4 separate regions of the Mus musculus genome follow, and regions 1, 2 and 3 are each linked to region 4. A link is a contact called in public HiChIP or PLAC-seq and promoter capture Hi-C data. All regions are on one chromosome and are shown on one strand. Each heading gives the region's core, a stretch centred on a gene start, on an enhancer-like site or on the middle of the called end of the contact. The rest is flanking DNA. Distances are from core to core; before and after follow the strand shown. Region 1 overlaps Tceanc2 (transcription elongation factor A (SII) N-terminal and central domain containing 2). Region 2 overlaps Cyb5rl (cytochrome b5 reductase-like). Region 3 holds the start of Cyb5rl (cytochrome b5 reductase-like). Region 4 holds the start of Ttc4 (tetratricopeptide repeat domain 4).

Region 1 (5,678 bases), core at 58-2,557, 460 kb before region 4:
GGCGTGCAAGCCAGTAAGCAGCACTCCTCCATGGTCTCTGCACCAGCTTCTGCCTCCAGGTTCCTGACTTCCTTTGATGATGAGCAATGATGTGGAAGCCTAAGCCAAATAAACGCTTTCCTCGTCCAAGTTGCTTTGGTCTCGGTGTTTGTCACAGCAATAGAAACTCTTACTGAGCCGGGTGTCGTGGCCACACTAAGTGCCTAAGAAGGGCTGAAGAGAGAGAAATGAACTGGTCTGGGCTGTGACTACAACTCAGTGCTGGAGCCTGTGCCTAGCACGTGTAAGGTTCCCAGTTCAGTGTCCAGCACCAGTCAGTACATAAGTAAATAGGATTCCAATTTGGAAGGATGTTTTACCAGGGGAACTGCAGTGTATTGTGACAGTGATCAAGGAACGCTGAGGACATTGTTGCAGCCTAAAGAACTCTCAGTCTTTGCACTAAGGTTTTTTTATTTTCCCTGTGTGTGTGTGTGTGTGTGTGTGTGTGTGTGTGTGTGTGTGTGTGTGTGTTGGAGTAGGGGTTGCTTAAACTTGACATACCAACATAGCAGAGTGTCTTGGTTAGGATTACTGTTGCTGTGATGAAACACCCTGAATTACAGTTCACTTAGGGAAGCCAAGGCAAGAATTCAAGCAGGGCAGGAACCCAGAGGCAGGAGACACAGAGGCCATGGAGGGGTGCTGCTTACTGGCTTGCCTCCCCTGGCTTGTTCACCCTGCTTTCTTACAGAACCTAGGACCACCAACCCAGAGTGGTACTACCCACAGTGGACTAGGCCTTACCACAAAATAAGAAAATGCTCTACAGCCAGGTGTGGTGGCATATGCCTTTCTTTAATCCCAGCATTTGGGAGGCAGAGGCAGAGGAAGGCAGATCTGAGTGTGAGCCCAGCCTGGTCTACAGAATGAGTTCCAGGACAGCCAGAGCTACACAGAGAAACCCTTTCTTTAAAAAACAAAAAAGGAGGGAGGGAGGAAGGGAGGGCGGGAGAGAGACAGGCAGGCAGGCAGGCAGGCAGGCAGGCCATACGGACTTGCCTGCAGCCTGACCTTCCGCAGACATTTTCAGTTAAAGCTCCCTCCTTCAGATGACTACCTGGTGTTAAATTGACATAAACCAGCAGAGTGATTCCTAGGGAAAGGCAGCCCTGGCTACTAGGAGGTGGGCCTGGAAAAGTGGGCTTGGTTGGAAGTCCCTGACCAGCCACAGAGGCTGCCCTTGATTAGGTCTATGACCTCGGCCTGGCCTGGACCTGGGGCAGATCACCCGCACTGTTAGAGACCCTGTCCGGTTGGCTTCCCCATCCAGACTCAGCCAAGGAGTGTCTCTGCTGAAGGGAAGAATGCTTGAACTCTGGAGTCAGGCTGTGTCCAGCCCTGCCCCTTCAGTTGTGAAACTCCTCCTCAGATGTAAAACGTGATAATCAGTTACGAATATTAAACATGAGCATGATTTATAAACTGCTCTGTAAGCATCCCAGGGTCCAGACCAGCACATCTAAGATGTTATATGAAGTTAAAAGGCACGTTTAAAACAAAGAGGTACGCATCGTCACTCTGATTTATTATCCTTGGGCCCCCGCTTCCTGGTTGGTAAAGCACAGGGCCTGGTGCCGGTTTCCTGTTATAATGGCAAATATTACCACCCGGCAGGGGCTGTGAATGAGGTCCCTGTCACAAAGCACATGGCCTTGTTCCTTAATTGCCAGGGTGGAATTAATTTGCTCTTCCTGTTTCTCTTGTGACAGGAAGTAGATGTCCTTGAATTTCAGTTGATTAATGGAAGCCCCAGAGCAGAGAGCGCCAGCCTCTCTTGCTTTAATCCTTATGCAACGCAAGGCCCTAATTTGATAATTTTGCTGTTTTTCAGATGGATCACCTACTGGTTGAAAATATTGAGCGGGAAACGTTTCATCTCTGCTCCCGGCTCATTAACGGGCCCTACCGGAGGACGGTACGCGCTCTGGTCTTCACATTAAAGCACCGAGCTGAGATCCGGGAGCAGGTGAAGAGCGGAGCGCTGCCGGTCGGCACGTTTGTACAGACCCACAAAAAGTGACCCGGGGACGGGCCCAGCACCGGGCCTCGCGCCACCATTCAAAGCCTCTTTTGAGTTTGGGTGATGCGGATGTTGGCTGTGCTGGATATTCCCATGGTGCCATTCCTTCAGACAGAACGTGGGGAGCCCTGGGAGATAGGCCTGTGGGGGCGGCTTCATTAGCTGCCTTGCGCTGGCGCTGCCTGACGGGATGAACGGGGCTGTCACTGGGAAGTGCCATCCAGTCACCATCACCCAGCACAATGGAAGGGTGACAGGTTTCACTGTGAGCTTGCCAAGGACACCTCTAAACTCCCCCATGTCAGCAGATGAAGTTACCACTTTATTTCGCCACCCTGCAGGTAACTGAAACTCAATTACCGCTGCTCCTCACGCGGTTCCAGCCCCCTGAGTTTAGACAGCTCCGAAGCCTCTCAGAACTCCCGTCTGCTCTCTTTGCTCTACCCCAGGGGTGAGCCCACTGGAGCCTGCGACCAGCCCTGCTTGCCACCGCTCACTTATCTGAGCCTTTCAGCTCTCCCTGGAAGACCTTCGGGGAGGGGCTCCTGAGCCCCCATGCTGAGGCCTCTAATGAGGAGCTGGCCTGAAGCCTCCCTGCACCTCGGGGTTCATTTGAATACAGCCTCTGTTGAAGATGCATAATGAAATTTCTCTTGCAGTGACTTACTGCTGTAAGAAGAAAAATGCATACGTGAAGATTTTCAATGAAATACATCTACATGTGTCTGCTTGGATGATTATGTAAATGGTACTTGCTCTTTAAAAAGTAATAATAAACTGAGATGTACTAAAACAAGAGGCATAGTTTCCCCCATGAAGCATACTACAGAACTGAGCATGATGGCTCCTGCCTGTAATCCCAGCACTCAGGGGTCTGAGACAGAAGGATTGCTATGCGTTTGAGGCCACTTTGGGCTATGTAGCAAGTACCAAACCAGTTGGAGCTATATAACAAGACTCTGTCTCCAAAAGGGGGGTGGGGGCGGGGAGGAGGGGAGGAAAGAGGAGGTTGGAGCAGGAAAAGGGAAAGAGCGTGGACAGAGTAAATGGGGTAGAAAGGAGGCAGCTGGTAAAGTTCATGGTGGGATGAGAACTGGAGGGAGGCCAGGTTGGTGGCACACACCTTTTATCCTAGCACTTTGGAAGCAGAGGCAGACCAGCCTGTTCTACATAGTGAGTTCCAAGATAGCCAGGGCTACATAGTAAGATCCTGTCCCAAAACACACGCAAACACATACACAGAACCTGAAAAAGATAGCAAGGCTGGAGGAAGACTGTAAACTGGTGTGTGGAAGCAGAGAGAGGGAGAGAATGTGGGAAGGAAAGGGAAAGGGATTGTTTGCAAAGCAAGGATGGAAGGGTCAGGGAGGATGCTGTCTGCATTGCAAGTGTTCCCTGGTCTGAGATGAGTGATAGGGGGCTTGTAGTTCTTCACCCCTGCTCATTTCTCCTGCCTAGCTGGATCTGTCCAGGAGTGTTGCTTTTGCTACCCCAGGGTGGGGGGGAGGGGGAGAGGGGGCAGGTTGCTGGCTCGAGAAGGGAGGGCCACTGTTGCTCATGCAGGGAGCAGAAGCTCAACCACATGGGGTCGGGGAGGGCGGGCGCAGGGAGTGGGGACCTTGTCAGGGACCACTGAGTGGGAAGTGACCACAGTGGGCCCGGGAAGCTTCCAGCAGGAAGTGTTACAGCAGCTCTTGTATGACAGCAGCTCTCAGAAGACCCTTGGAGTAATTCTTACACCGCTGTGTTATGCCTTCTGGGTAGGGTCTTATGTAATATACATTTTGGGGTGGATTAAGGGTCTGACAGCAGATGCTTTCTATTGGCTTGGTCTGAGATGTTAGGGATGCCTCATCTGCACGTGGAAGGACTTGGGATGCTGCACCTACATGACCAATCCTCTCCATGGGGTGTCGTGGTCACATGACAGGGGAACAGGTGAAGCACTTACTGTCCTCTGGTATGAGGTGCCGGGCTTCCGAATCCACACAACCTTATCAAATTTCCTGGCACGGTCGGTCCATTGCCCCGCAGATAACCATAAGTACAGTTTCTCTTCCTTACAAATATTCTGTAGCACTTTAACCTGGTCTAGGTCTGAGAACATAGCTCACAGGAGAGCGCTTGCCTCGCTTACACGAGGCCCTGAGTTTGTTAGATCCCCAGTGCCGCAGAACAAAGAGCCTTTGCCTTATTTCCCTGTCTTCGCTGACCACTCTTCGCAGTTATTTCGCATGACTGTTGTGAGGTGGTCTTGCCACGCAGCCCACACAGGCCTGAAACTTGAGCTGCCCCTGCCTCAGCCCCTTAAATGCTGGGAGGCTTTTAAGTTAAATCTTATTTGCTGCTTTGTGTCTCTACTCTTTCTCCCCACTTGGAGAGCTTCCAGTTCCTGGAAGTAGTGTTTGAGTTTTCCTCCCTTCTGAGTCTCCAGTACCAGGAACAGAGCCCGGTGCCAGTTAGGTGTCCATAGCTGTTGACTGTATAATTGAGCAACCCGCAGTGAGAAAAGAGGAGCGGGTCTAATTAAATCAGGGATGCTTCCTGGAGGAAGGGATACCTGCATGGTTGAGGTGCTTACTCAGCAGAGAAGGCAAACTGTGGAAAGCCGCAGAAGTAGAGGGACAAGTGACAGGTCTAGCTGTCCGGGAGACAGCATGTCGGGCAAGTGTGAAGTGTGACTTTCATGTTCCTGTTGTAATTGTCCTCTCTGAGGCTTACTGCCTCTGTCTGCTAATCTACACCTGTCCTGGACACTTCTAGCCTCTGACAATCTAATCTAGGCCTAAAATGTTTTCGCTTCTGAGACTTACTGCTGAATAAGCTCACCCTTTCTTGTTCTGAGACTTGGCTGGCTGATTCAACTTAGCTGTTCGGGGTCAAACTCCTCTCCATGCTAACTGGTTCAATCTGACTTTTCTCACGGCCTCTCCTGAATTGCTCTGCTTGGCCTCATACTAACTTTAGCATCTGTTCTAATCTTCTGGCTCCTTCTCATTCTCTGCCTCATTCTGTCTTCTCCTGTGTCTAGCTTGTTCTTTCTGCAACCTGTCTCTGTAAAACTCTCCCAGACTGTCTCCTCTCTCCCTCCCCCTCCCTCCTCCACCTCTCTCTCTCTGTACTGCTCTCTTAAGTAGCCTCCCTTTCCTCTCTCTTCTTATGAGAGTTGGGCAGATCCTATTCTGTCAAACCTTTCTCTGATTCATCATTTTATCACTCAATTAGATGCCACTTTCAAACATACATGCTTCCTTCTACAAACTAACTCCAGCCTTCATTGTTTGGGATTAATGGTGTGTGCTAAGGGCTGAGCCACATCACAACTAGAAACAGGTTTTTGGTTTTGTTTCTGTTTTTTCAGCAAATAGCAATCTCACAGTGTGATCAAATATCCTGCAACAGGCAGTTTCTAAAGCATTTGGATTGGTCAAGTTGGTGATACCTGGCTCTAGGGAGGAGACGAGGGGAAGGAGAGAGGGGGAAGAGAAGGCCTTCTTCATAAGCGACCCAGGAGTTCTCCTAACTTAGGGGTCCAGAGTGAGTTAAGAACAAATTGCTTGCTACCCAAAAGATGTCATCGGTGTCAGCTGGAGGGTAAGATGTCTTGGCGATAAGG
Region 2 (5,753 bases), core at 2,289-4,788, 410 kb before region 4:
GCTACTCCTCCCGTCTCCACCTTCCAAGTGCTGGGGTTAGCTGTGTGTACCTGGCTGGGTACAGTAGATACTGTTTTGCAATCTAATAACTGTAGAACTGTTCTGTTTTATTTTATTTTTATTTTTAAAAATAGGGTTTCTCTGTATAGCCCTGGCTGTCCTGGAATTCGCTGTAGACCTGCAGGTCAGGCTGGCCTCAAACTCAGAAATCTGCCTGCCTCTGCCTCCTAAGTGCTGGGATTAAAGGCGTGTGCCACCACTGCCCAGCCCTAGAACTGTTCTTAAACACAGGTTGGGGAAAAGAAAATAACAAAGCAGCTACCAGGGAACCAACACCTGGATTTCATCTCTCCATCAGGTTCTGTGCTTGCAGCTGAGCTATCTCAATAGAAAACATTATTTCAGAGTTTTATAATTCCCAAGTACAAGTATTGTCCCAACCCCAAATCTTCTTGCTTTTATCAGTCTGTGTGTGTACACACTGAGGACAATCTGTAGGAGTTGACTCTCTCTCTTCACCCTGTGGGTTCCAGGGTTCAAACTCAGGTTGTCTGGCTTGCCGGCAAGCACTGTTAGCTGCAAAGGGATCTTGCTAGCCCTGGACTTGTCCTTTTACTATGTGCAGCTTATTCCATTATGACTTTTAAAACGTTTACTCTATGCTGGTACATGGAGACCCGATCCACTCGTTTTAACTGCAGACTGATATCCCACTGGGATCGCCACTGGAACTAGGTGTGGTGGAGCACATGGTCTTTAACTTAGCATCCTCGAGGCTCTAGAATCAGTCCCCAGCACTGAAACAAAACAAAGAGAAGAACAAACAAAGGAGAACTGCATGGTTCCCACTCTGCTTTTTCTTAATTGTAGCCTTGGCCGTCTCACACCACACAGGTACAGAGTGTTTACCTGGACCTCCAGGTGTGCTCACGTGTCATGTAACCGTTACAACAACGCATGTTGGAACTTGTGCCCCCTTACATGATCTTGGTGGCTCAGAGGCTGTTTCGGTCTCTAATCTGGGGTAACTACAGTGGCATGACTTCCTGCTGTGGAAGAGTCCTGCCACCTGCAAAGCACTCGGAAGTTCTGCTATGCCTCAGGTTGTCTACCTCCAGGAGGTGCTGAGCACCCTGTGTGATGGGAACACGGTGGCTGGGTGAGGCCACGCAGGCTCGGGCTATGGTTCCAGACTGAACAGAGGGGCAGTACCTGAATAACTTGAGGTGCTAATTTGTCTCGCTCACAGAGAAGTGAGCTCTTTGTTGGTCTTCTGAGGCCTTCCGGTCATGCTCAGGTCCTGACTGTCCCCCTGCCATTGCACTATCACATAATGGCAGTGCTCAGGGGAAACTCCATCCCAACAGCCTACAGAGAGCCAGGTATTATCATGAGGAACTGACCAGCTGACAGGGCCCACCCACCAAGTGGGACGACCTCATGAATCCCAATTAGTCCTATTTTACACTCACCTATACCTTGCCAGGCACAGCAACCACTATTTTGTGAGCTCTTGAGTTCCCAGGTGACAGGAGATTGGCATCCTGGCATTTCAGACACATTTGTGCCCTTGCCAATATTCAGGATAACCAATCCCACTAGTAGCCAGGCTGCTCAGCTTCTACACTGAGGGAGGTGAAGAGGAAGGCAACCCACCCAGGACAGGGGATGTCAGTTGCCTCTGAGTGGCCTAATCTGTCTAGGCATCAAATACCTAAAATGGTACAGAGAGAGGCCTAGGGGAATTGCCCTAGGCTTCTCCCCTTAAGCGGGTCCTCCCTGACCCTGTAAGGAATGAGTATAAGCATTGCTTTTGAAGCTTCTATGGTCGGGGTTGGGGAGTGTCCCTGTCTTTCCTACAGGCTCAAGCCCTGCTCACCACTCTCTTGCACTGTGAACACCATTTCTCTAATATTCACCCCTTTCAGAGGTATGCTAGCTAATCCTTGCCTTGGCTGGAGCTCTCCAGTGGAAAGGCTGTGCCTAGCACGTTGCTGCTATTTCCTTGGACAGTTGAGCTTCAAGTCCCCCAGGGGCATCCATGAAGACTGCCACTAAGACCCACCAAGGCACACTGGTGAAGTTCTCAGAGGCCGGGATAGATGACATGTGTCTTGCCCCAAGTCACAGGCTGGGCAAGGAGAGCCCATGCACCCTGTTTGGGAGCTCTGGCTCTCAGTTTTGTCACACTGTTCTGAGCCTGAGACTCTAAAGAACAACGACCCCGAGGCTGAGGACCTGGGCCAGACAAAACAAAGTGTCCTGACCAATGTTCATGCAGCTTTAATTTGCCCACTTGGTTCTGAGAAGTCACACCTAATGAATGCCCTGTAGAACCCCGACAGAGGTCCCAAGCCCCTGGGGTGCAACATGCAGGCTTCCCATCACCCAGCTGTTCCCCATGGCTATGCAGTGAACAGGGGTTTCTTTGTTGTGATTTTTCAGGGTGGGGTAGAAAAGGCAATTTTGACAAAAATTCCTCTATGCCCCATGAAGATGAGGTTAAAAACAGACCTCTGTGATTGAAGGGGACCTGGGGATCCCTCCAGCCACCTTTACTGCTGCCATCCAGGCAAGGTTCCCCAGTGGCCTGTGGAGCACAGTTTGAAAAGCATGGTGTACAACCACAGGTGTGTGTGTGTGTGTGTGTGTGTGGGGGGGGTGATGGGGAGCTTGTAGGGAGGGCTGTCTCAGACTCACCTTGGGTGAGTCACTCATGGGCCTTGGTTCACCCATTTGTACACTGAGTCTGCTGGACAGGGTTCTCTGGCATCTGAGCTCTGCTATGGGGGTTGGGGGAGGTGAGGAGAGTGCAACTCCATAGTTATAAATGCCTAATCCTAAAGGCTCCTGGCTCCCAGCTTCTAACATTCCACTGCTGAGCATCAGAAGTCTGGGACTGCCTGTATCTGGCCTGTGCTGGCGCAGCACACTGGGGCCCAGGCTGTGGAAAGCAGAATTCATTAAGTCAACATGATGCCCAGGGGCAGTGAGCTCCCTGGAGAGGGCATGCCCCGTTCAGGATAGAGGAGGTGGAGGTGGGGGCTGGGTGGACCTGGATCAGCAGCCACTCAGTGGGCAGAGCTGGGAGAGGGACCCAGGTCTCCTGACTCCTGCTCTATCTTTAGATCTCCATAGCAACCGTCGCCAGGGCACCGAGAGCTGAAGGCACGGGCTATGTGGCTGCCTGCAGGAGGGAGGGGCATTTGCCTCTGTTCCTCTTCTTTTGTGGGAAAAGGACTCTGAGCTGGCCTCCTGAGCCAGGAAAGAAACTGAGCGTGAGGCTGATCATGGCAGGAAAGACTTGTCATGGATACAGAGATGATTCAGGGCAGTGCCTTGATCTGAGAACATGGTCAGGTCTTAGACTCCAGGCCTTCAGCAAGTCAGGTCCACCCCACAGGAGGCACAGAAGTTAAGGTCCTCCCAGAGCTCTGAGCTTCCCCAAGTCATTTTCCCAGCACTGATGGGCTCTGGGAGGACAAGAGACTCCTCACCCCTTGTCCTACCCAACCCCCACCAGCCTGAGCTCAGTAGGACTCCACTTGCTTGGCTCCCTTGGAGCAGTCTTCCCTGACTCCCTGACAACTGCTGGCCTCCCTCCATACAGCAGGACGCAGCAGACAGGAAGGGAAGTTCCATGGTGATGACATTTGCCCAAGGTCTCTGGGTAAGTCAGCAGCAGGGCCAGGCCTGGACTCCATGTCTTCTGACTCTGATCTGGGCTCCTCTCTGTACCCCTGATTAAGGCCCAAGGCCAGGGCTAGAAGAGGAAGTAGGAGTCCTCAGTCAGGCCAGCAGACAGCAAACACCTAGCCATGTCCTCATTAAATGCAGGTGAGCCACAGACTAAGGTAAACGGCTTTCTCCGGCAGCAGGCCACCAGTTCAGCAACCAGCTCCTGGCCCAGGCGGCCAAAATGGGTCTTGTCACGGTAGCTCCAGGGAAGCTGTTCTGGGGAGACCTCCTGGGAAGACAGGAGAGAGCAGCGATGACTCCTGGGGGTTCCAGACGTTCACCTAGCCAGCTCTTTTCTGCCACTGCAGTACATGGGAGAAACCCTTCACCAAAAGCTGCTCCTACCTCCACGGCCACCATCATGCTGAGTTCTGAGTCTCTGAGCTAAGAGATGAAGGCCTAGCCTATGGAGAGCCATGGTCCTGCTGGCCAGAGGAAGAACACAGCCCTGGGAAGGCCAAGGAGCTCCTAGTGCCCCAGGTGCTTTCAGGCCTTGTAGCCTCACTTCAAGGCATCTGGATGACTTCCAGGTCCCCTAGGGCTGTTAAGGAGCACTCTCTGGTGACCTGGCTCTTCCTACCCTCCCCCAAACACTCTCCCATTCTCGTGGAACCTCAAGGGTAGAGCCAGGAGACCTCACTGGCCCATCTCTCCTTCCCACTTCCTAGTTCTCCCCACGCCCTTGGTTCCACTGGCCCTACGGAATTGTGCACCCCAAGATGCACCGAGTCTGGGGACTCCTCAGTGAGGCAGAGCCCTTAAACAATGGCAGGTAGGTAGGTGCTGTGACAGCAGGAGCAATAGCAGCACCCAGGGATGGACTTCCCATCGGCAGATCCAGGAAGGGTGGGTAGACACTGGGAAAGGGAGGGAACAAGCACACATGGCAGGGGACAGCAGGAACAAAGGCTAGCACAAGAAAAGCACAGCACAGTTGTACCTGCAAGCTTGCCAGTGACACCAGGACCCAGCATTGAGGAGGGAAGGCCAGGAGATGGAGCTGTCAAGGTCATGAGGCCACTGGGCTTGGGAAGTCCTGAGAACAGTAGGTGCCAGCAAAGGGCTAGGAGCAAGGCAGCGCAGGAGGACGGACAGCTGAGGAAGTAGAGGGAGTGCTGCCAGGCTCAGGCAAGGGAAAGGGGCAAGCTGTGCTGAGCGCATGTGGAGGAGTAGAGCTACCATAGTCACCCTTACTCCTGCTGTTGAGCCAGCCGGCCCATTCCCCTGCCCAACCTTCAGCATCATCAAAGCCTGGCAGGGCCGGAAGTGAACTTTCAAATAACTTTCCAGCCCCAGTCCAGGCTCAAGTGCCACCTCTTTCTTGCAGCATTCCTGAGCCCACTTGCCCTACATGCTGGCCAGCATGCATGTGTACTATCCCAATGGACTAAGACAATGGTCTCTGTGCAGGACCAGCTGAGCTGGTACCCAGCTCTATTGCTGTTACCTTGTTACCTCAGGTTCCCCATCTGCGAAAGACAGGACAGCAGTACAAACCTCATGAGACTGTAGTGGGGACTGAAGTGCTCTGAACTCAATCTCTCTCCTTCTCCCCTTCCCTCCCCGTCCCCCCTTTCTCTCTCTCTCTCTCTCTCTCTCTCTCACTCTCTCTCTCTCTCTCTCTCTCTCTCTCTCTCTCTCTCTCTCTCTCTCACACACACACACACACACACACACACACACACACGACAGGGTCTCACTTTTGTATAGCTTTGGCTAGCCTAGAACTTAGAACTTACTATGTAGACCAGGCTGACCTCAAACTCATAGAGATCTGACTGCTCTGGTCTCTCAAGTGCTGGGATTAAAGGTGTGTACCATCATGCCAACCCATTTTCTTAATTGGCAACTGATGTGGAAGGGTCTGGCTCACTGTGGTGGTGCCATCCCTGAGCAGAGAGCCCTGGACTATACAAGGAAGTAAACCAAACAAGCTGGGAGAAGCATTCCTTCATGGGCTCTGCTTTGCTTCCTGTTTTCAGGTTTCAGCTTCTGCCATGACTTCCATTCCAGAT
Region 3 (5,492 bases), core at 232-2,731, 390 kb before region 4:
TATAGGGACAGGGATGGCTTAACCAGAGGATCTGCTGTCATTTGGGGGCATGCTTACTGCTTATAACTATTGGGGTTTTGTGTGTGTGTAAATCTAAGCAGAGGCGGGGAATTTGGATTCAGAAGGCCTCTCCTACTGTGCAGGAGCTCTTTGACTTTGGTGTGTTTCTGAGGCTGGGCCACCAGTGAGAATGAAGTTGGTGTCTCACTCTTTCTGTATTCTGCCAAACACCTGGCATACAGGAAGCTCCCATGGCCTGGTGAGTGTTCGTTCCCTCTATAGTCCGGGAGCTGGGTACAGGATTTGGTGTTGTAAGGCAGAAGGCACAGGACACGGTCCCTGTCCTTGTTAAGACCTAGCACGGTGTTATACTCATCCAGTCACTCCATCTGTACTGTGCATCAGATAACTGAGTGAATGGTGCCTCTCTTTATGGCAATTACTCTTAGCATTTGGGAAGGAGATGTACTAAGACAAATGAAAATGCTTTAACTGTAAACTGCTGGGTAGTCTGAGTGTTAGTCATATTGTCCTCTGCCTCTTTTGCATTCATGGGGGTTAAATAGTCCTATTGTCTCAGTCGTTTTGGAAACTGGTAGACAAGGTGGCCACTTCATGCACAATTTTAAAGATGAAGTTCCTTCCCATCTGGGAGGCACAATCCCTGTTGCAGCCTCGCCCTGGATGCTTATCCCTACTCTTCAGGCCTTGGCTGAAAGGTCATCTCCTCTCAGAGACCTTCTCAAGTGTTCCCCTTGTCATTACCAAGCACCTTATTTGTTCTACTATGTATTCATTTGTTAACCTAAAGTGTGTGTCACGCAACTGCTCTAGAAGCCAGGGAGAGTTCACGGGCCGGTCACTAAACAATGCAACTCTGACAGTGGTCAAACAAGAGAAAAGACCTAAGGGACAGGAAGCATGTGTGTGTTGCCACCGTTCACGTCGTGCACTCATGTACTCACTCGGTGGTCCCTCAACCTATGCCCACCCGATGCTTACTTAGCACAGTCCTCACTCTGACCCCCGCAGCGAGCCTGCCAGAAGCCAGTGCACTGGACCCGCCTCCGGGAATCGGAAAACTTAGCAGCAGCAGAGCAAAAGTAACTCGCGTTCGGCGCCGGGCGAGCCGCAGTGCCAGCAGTCGGCCGCCAAGCTGGCATAGAAAGAGGTACCCGGGCCACTCGCAGGCTCTGGGAAGCCGCAGCCAGGAAAGTGTGGGCAACGCTGAGAAGGGCGGAAAGGATGGCAGTTCCAGAACTCATGAGGCGTCGGACCCGCTAAGGCATTTTAACTCCTAATTTTACAGCGAGGAGACCGGGCCCTCTCACGTTCTAAATGCCTAAGGGTCAAAGGCGTGCAAAGTACAGATCTGAGGTCCCTACGCTCCTCCGCGCCGGCCGCGAGCTCCACCACCGCGCTCACCTACCTACCAGCAAGTTTCTTCACGTGTGGCACTTCAGAAACCCCAAGCAAAGAGCACCTTCCAGGTTCCACCAATAAGGATGGGAACTGCCTGAGGGGCGGGGACAAAGCAAGCATATTCTAATTGTGATTGGGTGAAGTGTCTGTCATTCGCAAAAACCCGTCATTGCGCTCCGCCCCTTTGGCTCCCAGCAGTCCCTGCACGGGCAAAGATGGCGGCGTCCAGGTAGAGGTTTTGTAGAAACGGAGTCGGTATGGCCTTGGCGTCCGGGCCCGCTCTGCGGGCACTCGCTGGCTCTGGAAGGCTCGGCCTCGGAGGTTACGGGACTCCGAAACGTGGGGCGTATGAGTGGGGCGTGCGCTCCACGCGGAAGCCCGAGCCTCGCCCCCTGGACAGGGTGTACGAGATCCCCGGTCTGGAGCCCATTACCTACGAGGGCAAGAAGCACTTCGTCCCGTGGCTGGCGAGGCCGATCTTCCCGCCGTGGGAGCGCGGCTGGAATGACCCACGCTTCCACCGTGCCGCCCCGATCCACGAACAGACTCTGTACAAGGAAGAACCCTGCTACATCTTCCACCAGCGTTGCCGACTCCTGGAGGGTGAGGTCTCAGGACAAACGGGAGGAGACGCTGTCCCAGGCTCAGCAGTGACCCCGAGCCTGGGGAAGTTTCTTCCTCTGGAAGTAGAATAGAGTAACACCCGGCTTCCAAGAGTTGTCAGATCAAGGTGTTTGTGAAAGGGAGCAATGGAGAATGTGTGCAGAGAGGAGGGGATTTGTCTCCATGCGTGGAGAGGTGATAATAAAGCAGGTCTACAACGCTCCTTTTCTGGGGGTGTCTTTTGTTAAAATAGGCCTGGGATATGTTTTCAAAGAAAGGATTTGCACCCAAAAGTCTACCCACTTAATAACAGGTCAGAATGTCTTGAGCCTTTTCCTGAGTTGGAGGCCAGCCTAATCTACAGAGTGAATGAGTTCGAAGACAGTCAGGGCTACACAGAGAAACCCTGTGGGGAGGCGGGGGAGATACATCAATGTCTCAAAGTCATTCTGTTTCTTAAGAGGAGTGTCAGGAACTGTTTTCCAGAGTTGAACCCTCTCAGGATCAGGATGAGGATAGGGAAGATCCTAAAACCAAAAACAACTGAAGTCTGTGGGAGCAGAGATTCCAAAGGATAACTAGGAAATACAGAGACCCAACAAGGTTTGGAGCCAAATTAAGAGAATCAGTCATAAGTTTGGAAAAATCGATAGCCATAGGCCAGCCTCCTAAAAGGCCCACTTCTATGCCTGCAAGCTGATATTTTTGGCCATTAACCATTTTCTGTGAACTCAGGAGGTGCTGTGAAGGATCTCACAGACACGACCCCTTTGCATTACCCTGACAACGAATGCCTAGTGGATGGATGTGTTTCAGAAGTTAGGATTGCACCTGGAGATGGTGGTGCATGCCTTTAATCCCAGCCCTCAGGAGGCAGAAGCAGGAAGATCTCTGTGAGTTCAAGTCAGCCTGGTCTACTGAGTGAGTTCCAGGATAGCCAGGGCTACACAGAGAAACCGTGCTTTAGGAAAAAAGATCAGAAGTTAAGATTGCATTCATTGAACCAGTCTGAAAATGTATTTTCTATCCTACACTTTCTCAATGTACAGAGAGGTCTTATAAAATCCCAATAAACCCTTGTGAGATATGGCCCTGAGAAGCAGACTGGGGTTATAGAGAGACTGTGGACTTTATGGTAGACAGTCTCAGGTTCTCCTCTTACCTGTATTACCTTAAAGATAGGCAACTTGAAGCAAACTCAGTCTGTCCAAGTTTCCCCCTTCATGTCAGAATCCCATCTAACTTGTAGGTAAGTTCATGGCACAGGAGGTGACATTCAGTAAATGGCAGCTCTAAATACTTTATATTTTGTTAGGTGCTAGAGAGCCATAAAACATGGCTTGAGATTGCTAGCAGAAAAACATCACAGAGCTGGGATTTTATTTGAAGGGCTGGTATCCACTGAACTAGTCTCACAGCTTTGATTTCTCTGTGGGGAGTCAGCAGGGAACTCAGCTGTCTTGAGCATGGTTTGAACTCCTCCTGTTTTTAAGCACTCATTCCCCGTATTCTGCTCTTACCACCTGGAAGTTTCGGTTTTCAGATATCTCAAAAACAAAACCAGAGTCCCTTGAGGCAGCCTTTTCTCTGGTGCTCCCTGACAGGCATAAACATCTCTTCCTGAGCCCTCCCCTCCCCTCTCCTCTCTCTCTCTCTCTCTTCTTTTGGTTGTCCCACAGGGATGAAGCAGGCTCTCTGGCTTACTAAGACCAAGTTAATAGAAGGCCTCCCCAAGAAAGTGCTTAGTCTTGTTGATGATCCAGCTAATCACATAGAGAACCAAGAACAGCGTGTTTTGGATATCATCTCCCATGCCCGGCTTTGGCACTCCACTGAGGACATCCCCAAGAGAGAGACTTACTGGTAAGTTTCCTCCAGATAAGATAACTGAGGAGTGTTGGGAGTTATATGTTGCTTTAAGTCTCCAAATATCTCTTCTTTCCTCCAAGCCCACTCATTGTGGACAGCCTCATACAGCTGTGTAAATCCCAGATTCTCAAGCACCCTTCTCTAGCCAGGCGGACCTCTGCCCAAAACTGCACCTTAGCCACCACCTGGAACCGCGGTAGGTCACCCTATATACCAGAAGGCCTTGCTGGGCTTTTTGTTGTTGTTGCTTTTTTATTTGTGTGTCTTAATCTCTCTTACTGTCAGCCCCACCACCAGGTCCCATCCCTCTCATCCTGCTACATGCTCTTTGGGTTCAGAAGCACCCTTCCTTCAGAAATACCCTTCACTGCATAGCACAGGCTGGCCTCAGACTTGTGATCCTCCAGTCTGCACCACCAGGCCCAACTTTCTCGTTTCTGTTTTTACCTGCTTCTAAGACTTTATTCCACCAGTGATGGCTGACTGTGTCTGTTGAGTCCCCAGAGCATGCGGGAGTGTGTAAATGCCACAGCCGGGGACATGGTGGGGCACACTGGTCTCTCCCTCACCAAATCTGTAGCTTTGCTTCCCTTTCCTACTCCTGCACCCTCCAGGGCCACGTATGCACAGAGCAAATCACCCAGCACTGTCACTTGTCATGGGACAACAGGCCCTCTGTGCTGTGGCCTCCACCTAGCCCTAGCTGTGTCACCTGTTCTGCCAACCCCCTCCCCAGATCACTAAGTTTGTCCCGTAGAGCTTTTTGGTATCTAGCTTTCCTATCTGCACATGCTGTGTGCTTGGCAGTGCCTGCTGGCGTTTCAGACAGCAGTGTCAGTCCAGGAGTCTAACTGATAGAATTAGGGAGCAGGGAACCCCGCGGTGGAATATGTGGGACTTGGGATATCAGTTTAGTCGGTTTTCTCATCTCCCCCTCTGCATATGGACTTCTGGCAAGCAGTCAGCCTGGCAGAGGTAATGGCACCGCTAAGGAAATTAGTGCACCTCATTAATGGAGAGTACTTGTTGGCCCATTGTCAAGTATTACCTCTAATTAAACTGCCCCATTTTGCACTGTCACTGGAGGAGAGATGTGGAGGGAATTGAATTAGAAACCACACTACAGTGATCTGTGGGGAGAATCTAAAACCCAAGGTTAGGAGAGGTCCAGGCATTTGTGTAAGGAAACAGGAAGTGCCTTAGGAAACTAATCTTGAGGTGCAATTACTGCAGAATTTATCTGTCTGCAGATGTAACATTCATTTTTTTTACATATCTTGGGAGACTGCATGCTAATTAAATGACATGCCATCGACCAAACCATTTTCTAATCTTACAACAGCCCTAATCTATCACCTTTACACCGAGCTTTGACTCTTTCTGAAACCCAGGCACCTGCAGAGGGCAGTTGCCACTCAGAGCCACTCAGGGTGCTGACAACAGTCTCTCCAAACACATTTCGTCTGGTAGTGGCATGTGGCTTCCCCATGGGAACAGTACAGGTGACATTTCCACATACTCACATATCCACAATTCAGTGATTAGTTAGCTGTGTGTGTTCCTCTGACCACCTGTAGAATACATGTTAATCCAACTTC
Region 4 (5,507 bases), core at 10-2,509:
CTGGTCGCCGAGTCTCACCCTTGACTCGTCATCCGGTTTGCCTAACACTAATGCAAAAATATCCAGAGACATATTTGGTGTTGCCACCTGACAGTGTCAATGTTACTAACAGCTGTTGGGTAAAGAGCGGGTGTCAGGCACACTGTTAAATGCCTTACAGGACATTACAGGCAGGACAGCCCCCACATCCAAATGGTTCCCGGGTTGAAATTTTTCAGAGATGAGCTCAGCGGGAAGCATGGGGACTGTGGTATCCAGAGGTTGTGTGTGTCCGCTGGAATGACTTGCCAGACAAGAGACTTCTCAAGGAGGTTTGGAAAGATGACCACATCTGGTCATCTGTGGGTGCAAAGGTACCCTCAGGTACATGGGACCCTCTTCAAAGTCCCAGTGAGAGGGAACCTGGAAAAAGAGGAGAGATGCAAGGGCCAGGTCCTAAGGCCATGGAGACTGCTGAGGAGGTAGGGGCAGTGGGGAGGCATGGTGGGGGTGCTGAGAAGAGAGATATATGAGCAGATGTCAACTTCAGAAAACTCTTCGTGGGATGTAGGGACCCCGGGGCAAGGCTGGTGGGGCGAAAGATCAATGCAGCTGTACTGAACAAGAACCTGTTACTAGTCAGTAGTGGTGAATGTGTCAATAATCACAGCCCAAGGATTCTACCTGTGGGCATACATCTCGGGGTAATTTTCCCATGGGCCTATGGGGGTATCTGTGAAGACCTCTGTTGTTGTAGTATCCATGAGGTGAGCAGGCAGGCTGGGCACCCATCCTTGTAGGGTAAGCCACATGGAGTTTCACATGTAGTTATAGGTTGTAGGGGTGTATGGGGACCTCAAACCTTGTGCTGCGTGAAGAAAAAAAAAGTATTTGTATGCTCAAAAGTTTTGTTTTGTTTGAAATAGGGTCTTGCTATATAGTCTAGACTGGTCTTGAACTTATGGTTCTCCTATTAAACCTAAGTGCTAGGATTACAGACAAATATCATGTGGCCTGGCTACGAAGTCATCTTTTGAGAACATTTATAGAAAAGACATAAAAGCATCAGGGTTGGAGAGTGGAGATGAAGAGTTTAGATACAAAAGGGAGTTAACCTAACCACGCCCCAAAGCGAGGAGACTAGAGGCCAGGCAAACTCTGCAATGGATGGGTGGGGCTGGGCGAGAGGGAAAGCGCGGAGTCAGGCCACACCTCCAGGCAGGCCACGCCCCCAGGCCGGCGGAACCCGAGAGGCATAGCCTCGCGCAGCCCGGACTGCAAAAGGAAGGGCATCCCTGCCGCCGGAAGGAGCGGCGCGTTTCTTGGTCCCGGGACTGAAGCGCCGAAGTTGCGAGCTGCCATGGAGAGTTCTGAGCCTGAGCCTACAGAGGACGCTTCCATGGACGCGTTCCTGGAAAAGTTTCAGAGCCAGCCTTACCGCGGCGGCTTCCGCGAGGATCAGTGGGAGGAGGTGGGCGGCGCCGGGGGCTTCTGGGGTAGGAGCTTGGTCCTCGAGGCTTGGTCACTGGTAGAAACCGTCCGCCTCGAGGTTTTGCGTATAAGTTGACTGCGTTTAAGACCACGGGGGTTTTGCAGGCAGTCCTGTCACACACCACCACCAGGCTCTACTACCAGGGGTCCCTTAGTTGTTTTACTGCAGCACCCAGGTTAGGGTAAACTTGAAAGGAGATGGTGAAGGTGGTCAGGAACGCGACAGCGCCTAGTTGAAGGTGATTGCTACCACCCATGGAGAGCGTTGGAAATCAGGATCCCACATTTAACACCTGAGAAACTGGATGTCTAGCTCCAGCCAATCCTTAGGATTTGCATATCATGCTCAGCGAGGAAAAAACTTTATGATGTCGTGTCCTGGGATTGGATCTAATCAGTAGACAACGCTAATTGTTCTTTTAAATTCTAGGAATTTGACAAGATTCCCCTATTTATGAAAAAAGCGCCATCAGAAATTGACCCCGAGGAGTTTCCTGACTTGGCCTGCCTCCAGTCGATGATTTTTGATGATGATCGATATCCAGAAGGTATCTTACTGTCACCCAGCACTTCTTTTGTGTCCTTGTTGAGTTGAGCGAAAGTATTATGGCTAACATGTCAGTGTTGACTCCACACATTCTCCTTTGGATGCCTTCTAAGTAAATGTGTACAGTTCCAAGCCCCAGAGGCCTGACTTGGATGAAAAGCCTGATTGCCCTAACAAATCAGGAAGGGTGTGTGATGAGTGCCACGAGGTCCACCACTACTGTAGTACCAGAGAGAGGAGGGGGATTGCTTTTCAGTGAATGACACAATGTAAGAAAAGGAGCAGTGTAATTTTCTCAATAGAAATTAAAGTCCTTCAAAAACTGAGATAAATGTGTGTGTGTGTATGTGTATCTGGAAATTGAACCCAGAATCTCACATATGCTGGGTAAGTGAGCTATATCCCCCCTTCGTAAAACTGTTTGTGTGTGTGTATACGTGTGTACATACTTACAGAGATCAGTGGCTAGCCTTGTGAGGTGGATTCTTTCTTACCATTTCACATGTTCCTCAGGTCAAGCTCAGGTTGTCAAGCTTAGGGGCCAGTGCCTTTACCTGTTTAGCCATTTCTCTAGACCATCTTTAATTCCCCTTTTTAAAACAGCACTTATAGCTGGATGGTGGCCATGCATGCCTTTGACCCCAGGCAGGCAGGCAGGCAGGCAGGCAGGCAGGCAAGCAGGCAAGCAGGCAGGCAGATCTCTGAGTGCAAGGCCAGCCTGGTATACAGAGCGATTTCCAAGACAGCCAGGGCTACAGAGAAACCCTGTCTCAAAAACAAACAAACAAACAAACAAACATATAAACACCAACCAAAAACCAAACCAAACCAGAAATTAAAAAGCACTTAGTAACATTACCTCATAATTTTTTGGAAGTGGTTATGGCATTAAGTTTGCATGGCCTTGTGTTCTATATTGATGCCAATTTTATCATACCATTAATTTGGATTTTTCTTCCTCTGTCAGTTCCATCTCTTTGCTTTATTGTGTATGTGTTAGTCTTTGTTTTGCTGTGCTAGAAGACTGACCAAAATGAATGTGGGGAAGAGAGGGTTTATTTAGGTTCTAGCCCGTCCCTCACTGAAGGATGTGAACTCAAGCGGGAACTGAGAGGCAGGAGCTGTGACAGAGACTGTGGAGTGCTGCTTACTGGGTTGCTCTCCTTGCACTGCTCAGCTAGTTTTTTATATAACCCAGGAACACCTGCCCAGGAGTCGTACTGCCCACAGTGGGATGGGCCCTCCTGTGTCAATCATTAATCAAAATGGAGGCAGTTTTTGTTTGAGGCTCCCTCTTCCCGGATGACTTTAGCTTGTGTCAAGCTGACAAAACCTAACCTGTGCAATATTACATTACTGCATGATAGAGGTTTCCAGTGAGCTTTCTAAAAGGTATGACACGCTGCTTCCTTCCTCTTCTTTGCAGAGCAAGCCAAGACCTATAAAGATGAGGGCAATGACTACTTTAAAGAAAAAGACTATAAGAAAGCTGTGCTTTCATACAGTGAAGGGTTGAAGAAGAAGTGTGCAGACCCTGATTTGAATGCTGTCCTGTATACCAACCGGGCAGCAGCACAGTACTATCTCGGTATGTAATCATGGCTCAGTTAGCTCTCTTGTATGTGTGTGCATGTGTGCGTGCGCAAACGTGTATGCACACACATGCGTGCAGGGTAGAGGTTAACCTGTCATTCTCAGGAGCCATCTACCTTGTTTTTAGAGGCAGTCTCTCATTGGCCTGGAGCTTTCTGAGGAAGTTAAGCGGGCTGGCCAACAAGCCCTGAGAATCCATTTGCCTCTACTCCTCCCAAGCATATGGTGTTACAACTAGCATTTTATGTAGGGACTAGGGGTTGAATCAGGTCCTCATGCGTGTACAACAAGCACCTCTGGGAGGCAGAGGCAAGCGGATCTAGGAAATTTCTTAAATTGGTCCCTTTCTTAATTCTTTGTGCTCTTTTCTATTGTTTGGAGATTGTGGCTGCTGGTGCTCTCAGTACCGAGTGAGAGAATGGCTTAGTTCTTCCTTACTGAACCACCACTGTGCTCAGGGGCTCCAGTCCAGACATTGTGGTTTTGTGTCTGCCTGAAATAAACCCCGAGTCCCCCACCAGCTTGGCGGTGCTGGCTTCTGTCAGTAGTGGAGGGTAAGGCGGCGGCTGGAAGTCTGATGGCCTTGCAGTCTGCCTCCACTCCCATTGCAGAGGCCCTCGGTGCCTTTGTCCTTGTGTAGTGTGGCTTGGTAGCGCAGGGCTTTTCCTCTGCTTTGTTTTTAAATCCATCTCTTTGCTTTACAGCTTTCATTATATACTCTGTGTTCTGAGTGCTTTTGTGAGTGTCTAGGACCTGTAAATCTCAGCTACCTGGAGAATGATGCAGGGGGATTACTTGAGTTTGAATTCAGCCTAGACAATGTAATGGAACTATTTCTCAAACCACCATACCAGTGGGAGATAACTCAGTTAGCTTGCTTCTTCACCGATCCTCACACGTTGGTCAAGTGTTTCTGAGGATAATTTCTAGAAGAACCCTGTTGTTCACAGTATGCCCTGTTGTTCGCAGTATACTCTCCAGTGCACCTGACATTGTGCGGGGCGGTGGGTGTGGGGAAAAGAGGGGAGAGAACATGCGTCCCACCACAGTTCCGGGAGGACTGCCGCACACTTTCCACGAAGCCCCCAGGTGGGTATCTGGCTGTGTGAAGCCACTGACCCCACCCAGCGGGTGGTGGACAAAGGGCAGCCCTAGGTACCAGGTTTCCAGCCTCCAGCATTCCACGCTGAATACGGCATAGGAGCTAAGAACAGAATAGGGGCCCTGGGGCTGAAGGGAGGAGAGGGCAGGGGGAGAGGGCATTTGATGGTTCCCACTCGGGCGAGAGTCCTTGATCCAGTCTGTGGCTGCAGCGCAGGAAGGCCTTCTGGCGGGAGGTTAGATGCGGCTTGTTAGGAGAAAGCCCATCTCATCATTCAAGCAAGGTGGGCCTTAGTGATCAGAGACAGTCTATGGTTTTAGAGCTTTATTGTAGAAAGGCAGGGAGAAAGAGAAGGTAGAAAGAGAGGCTGGCCATGGCCACATGGAGGGGGTCGAGGGAAAGAGAAAAGGAAGGCTAGAGAGTAAGAAAGGTGAGGGCTAAAGAGAGTGAGGAGGGGCCAAGTAGCCCCTCTTATAGTGGGCTGGGCTATCAGGTAACTGTGGGGAGGAGCATACCTGGCTTTAGACAGGTAACTGTGGGGGTGGAGTCTAGCCAGAATGCCAGAAGCTTGGGACATTGTCTGCGTGACTGATAGTCACAGAATTATGGAGTTGGGGGCTCTGTGGTTTCAGGCACCTGATTCTTGGAATGTGGCTCGCTTTCCTGTCCCTTGAGATCTTTACTGGGTCACTGGAACAAGCCCTATTCAACCAAAATAGATTGCCTACCACAGTCCCACAGCACTGTTCTTTCCCACATCCTCACCGGTTTTGGGTTGACTTTAGTTTCTAGTCG

What was found. Promoter capture Hi-C pulls out the DNA fragments that hold promoters and counts their contacts. HiChIP or PLAC-seq counts read pairs in DNA pulled down with a chosen protein or histone mark.
Region 1: a contact with region 4 is called in an H3K4me3 HiChIP or PLAC-seq map of bone marrow-derived macrophages, with 3 times the contacts expected there. The contact joins the enhancer-like site here to the promoter of Ttc4 in region 4. A contact is called at or near these places in 8 of 39 promoter capture datasets (the 3T3-L1 cell line, the C10 cell line, cranial neural crest and 4 more), 4 of 115 datasets of contacts at active chromatin or transcription factors (astrocytes, bone marrow-derived macrophages, embryonic basal ganglia and 1 more) and 2 of 9 other capture datasets (embryonic stem cells and macrophages).
Region 2: a promoter capture Hi-C map of cranial neural crest shows a contact between it and region 4. The contact joins the enhancer-like site here to the promoter of Ttc4 in region 4. A contact is called at or near these places in 9 of 39 promoter capture datasets (the 3T3-L1 cell line, cranial neural crest, embryonic stem cells and 4 more) and 3 of 9 other capture datasets (embryonic stem cells, liver and pancreatic islet).
Region 3: a contact with region 4 is called in a promoter capture Hi-C map of erythroid cells, with 5 times the contacts expected there. The contact joins the promoter of Cyb5rl here to the promoter of Ttc4 in region 4. A contact is called at or near these places in 16 of 39 promoter capture datasets (the 3T3-L1 cell line, the C10 cell line, the HPC-7 cell line and 10 more), 1 of 115 datasets of contacts at active chromatin or transcription factors (bone marrow-derived macrophages) and 3 of 9 other capture datasets (adipose tissue, liver and pancreatic islet).

What each region holds. Positions count from the first base shown.
Region 1 is chr4:107,135,995-107,141,672 of GRCm38.p6, reverse strand. It overlaps Tceanc2 (transcription elongation factor A (SII) N-terminal and central domain containing 2), which reads left to right. Exons shown (of 5, transcript NM_025617.2): 5 at 1,874-5,678. The coding sequence ends at 2,062. Among named protein-coding and RNA genes, the nearest start is that of Tceanc2, 40 kb to the left of the region's middle. Within about 2 kb of position 1,307, at least 44 of the 459 cell types and tissues checked have an H3K27ac peak or open chromatin away from gene starts, as enhancers often do. A contact at or near this core is called in bone marrow-derived macrophages, where this site is marked.
Region 2 is chr4:107,082,341-107,088,093 of GRCm38.p6, reverse strand. Cyb5rl (cytochrome b5 reductase-like) reads right to left here. Exons shown (of 7, transcript NM_001346552.2): 7 at 87-3,967. The coding sequence ends at 3,764. Among named protein-coding and RNA genes, the nearest start is that of Cdcp2, 12 kb to the left of the region's middle. Within about 2 kb of position 3,538, at least 94 of the 459 cell types and tissues checked have an H3K27ac peak or open chromatin away from gene starts, as enhancers often do. A contact at or near this core is called in hippocampal neurons and pancreatic islet, where this site is marked.
Region 3 is chr4:107,062,983-107,068,474 of GRCm38.p6, reverse strand. It overlaps Cyb5rl (cytochrome b5 reductase-like), which reads right to left and starts at 1,481. Exons shown (of 7, transcript NM_001346552.2): 1 at 1,430-1,481. It overlaps Mrpl37 (mitochondrial ribosomal protein L37), which reads left to right and starts at 1,609. Exons shown (of 7, transcript NM_025500.2): 1 at 1,609-2,025; 2 at 3,705-3,888; 3 at 3,975-4,090. The coding sequence starts at 1,680.
Region 4 is chr4:106,674,696-106,680,202 of GRCm38.p6, reverse strand. It overlaps Ttc4 (tetratricopeptide repeat domain 4), which reads left to right and starts at 1,259. Exons shown (of 10, transcript NM_028209.2): 1 at 1,259-1,450; 2 at 1,901-2,018; 3 at 3,444-3,605. The coding sequence starts at 1,340.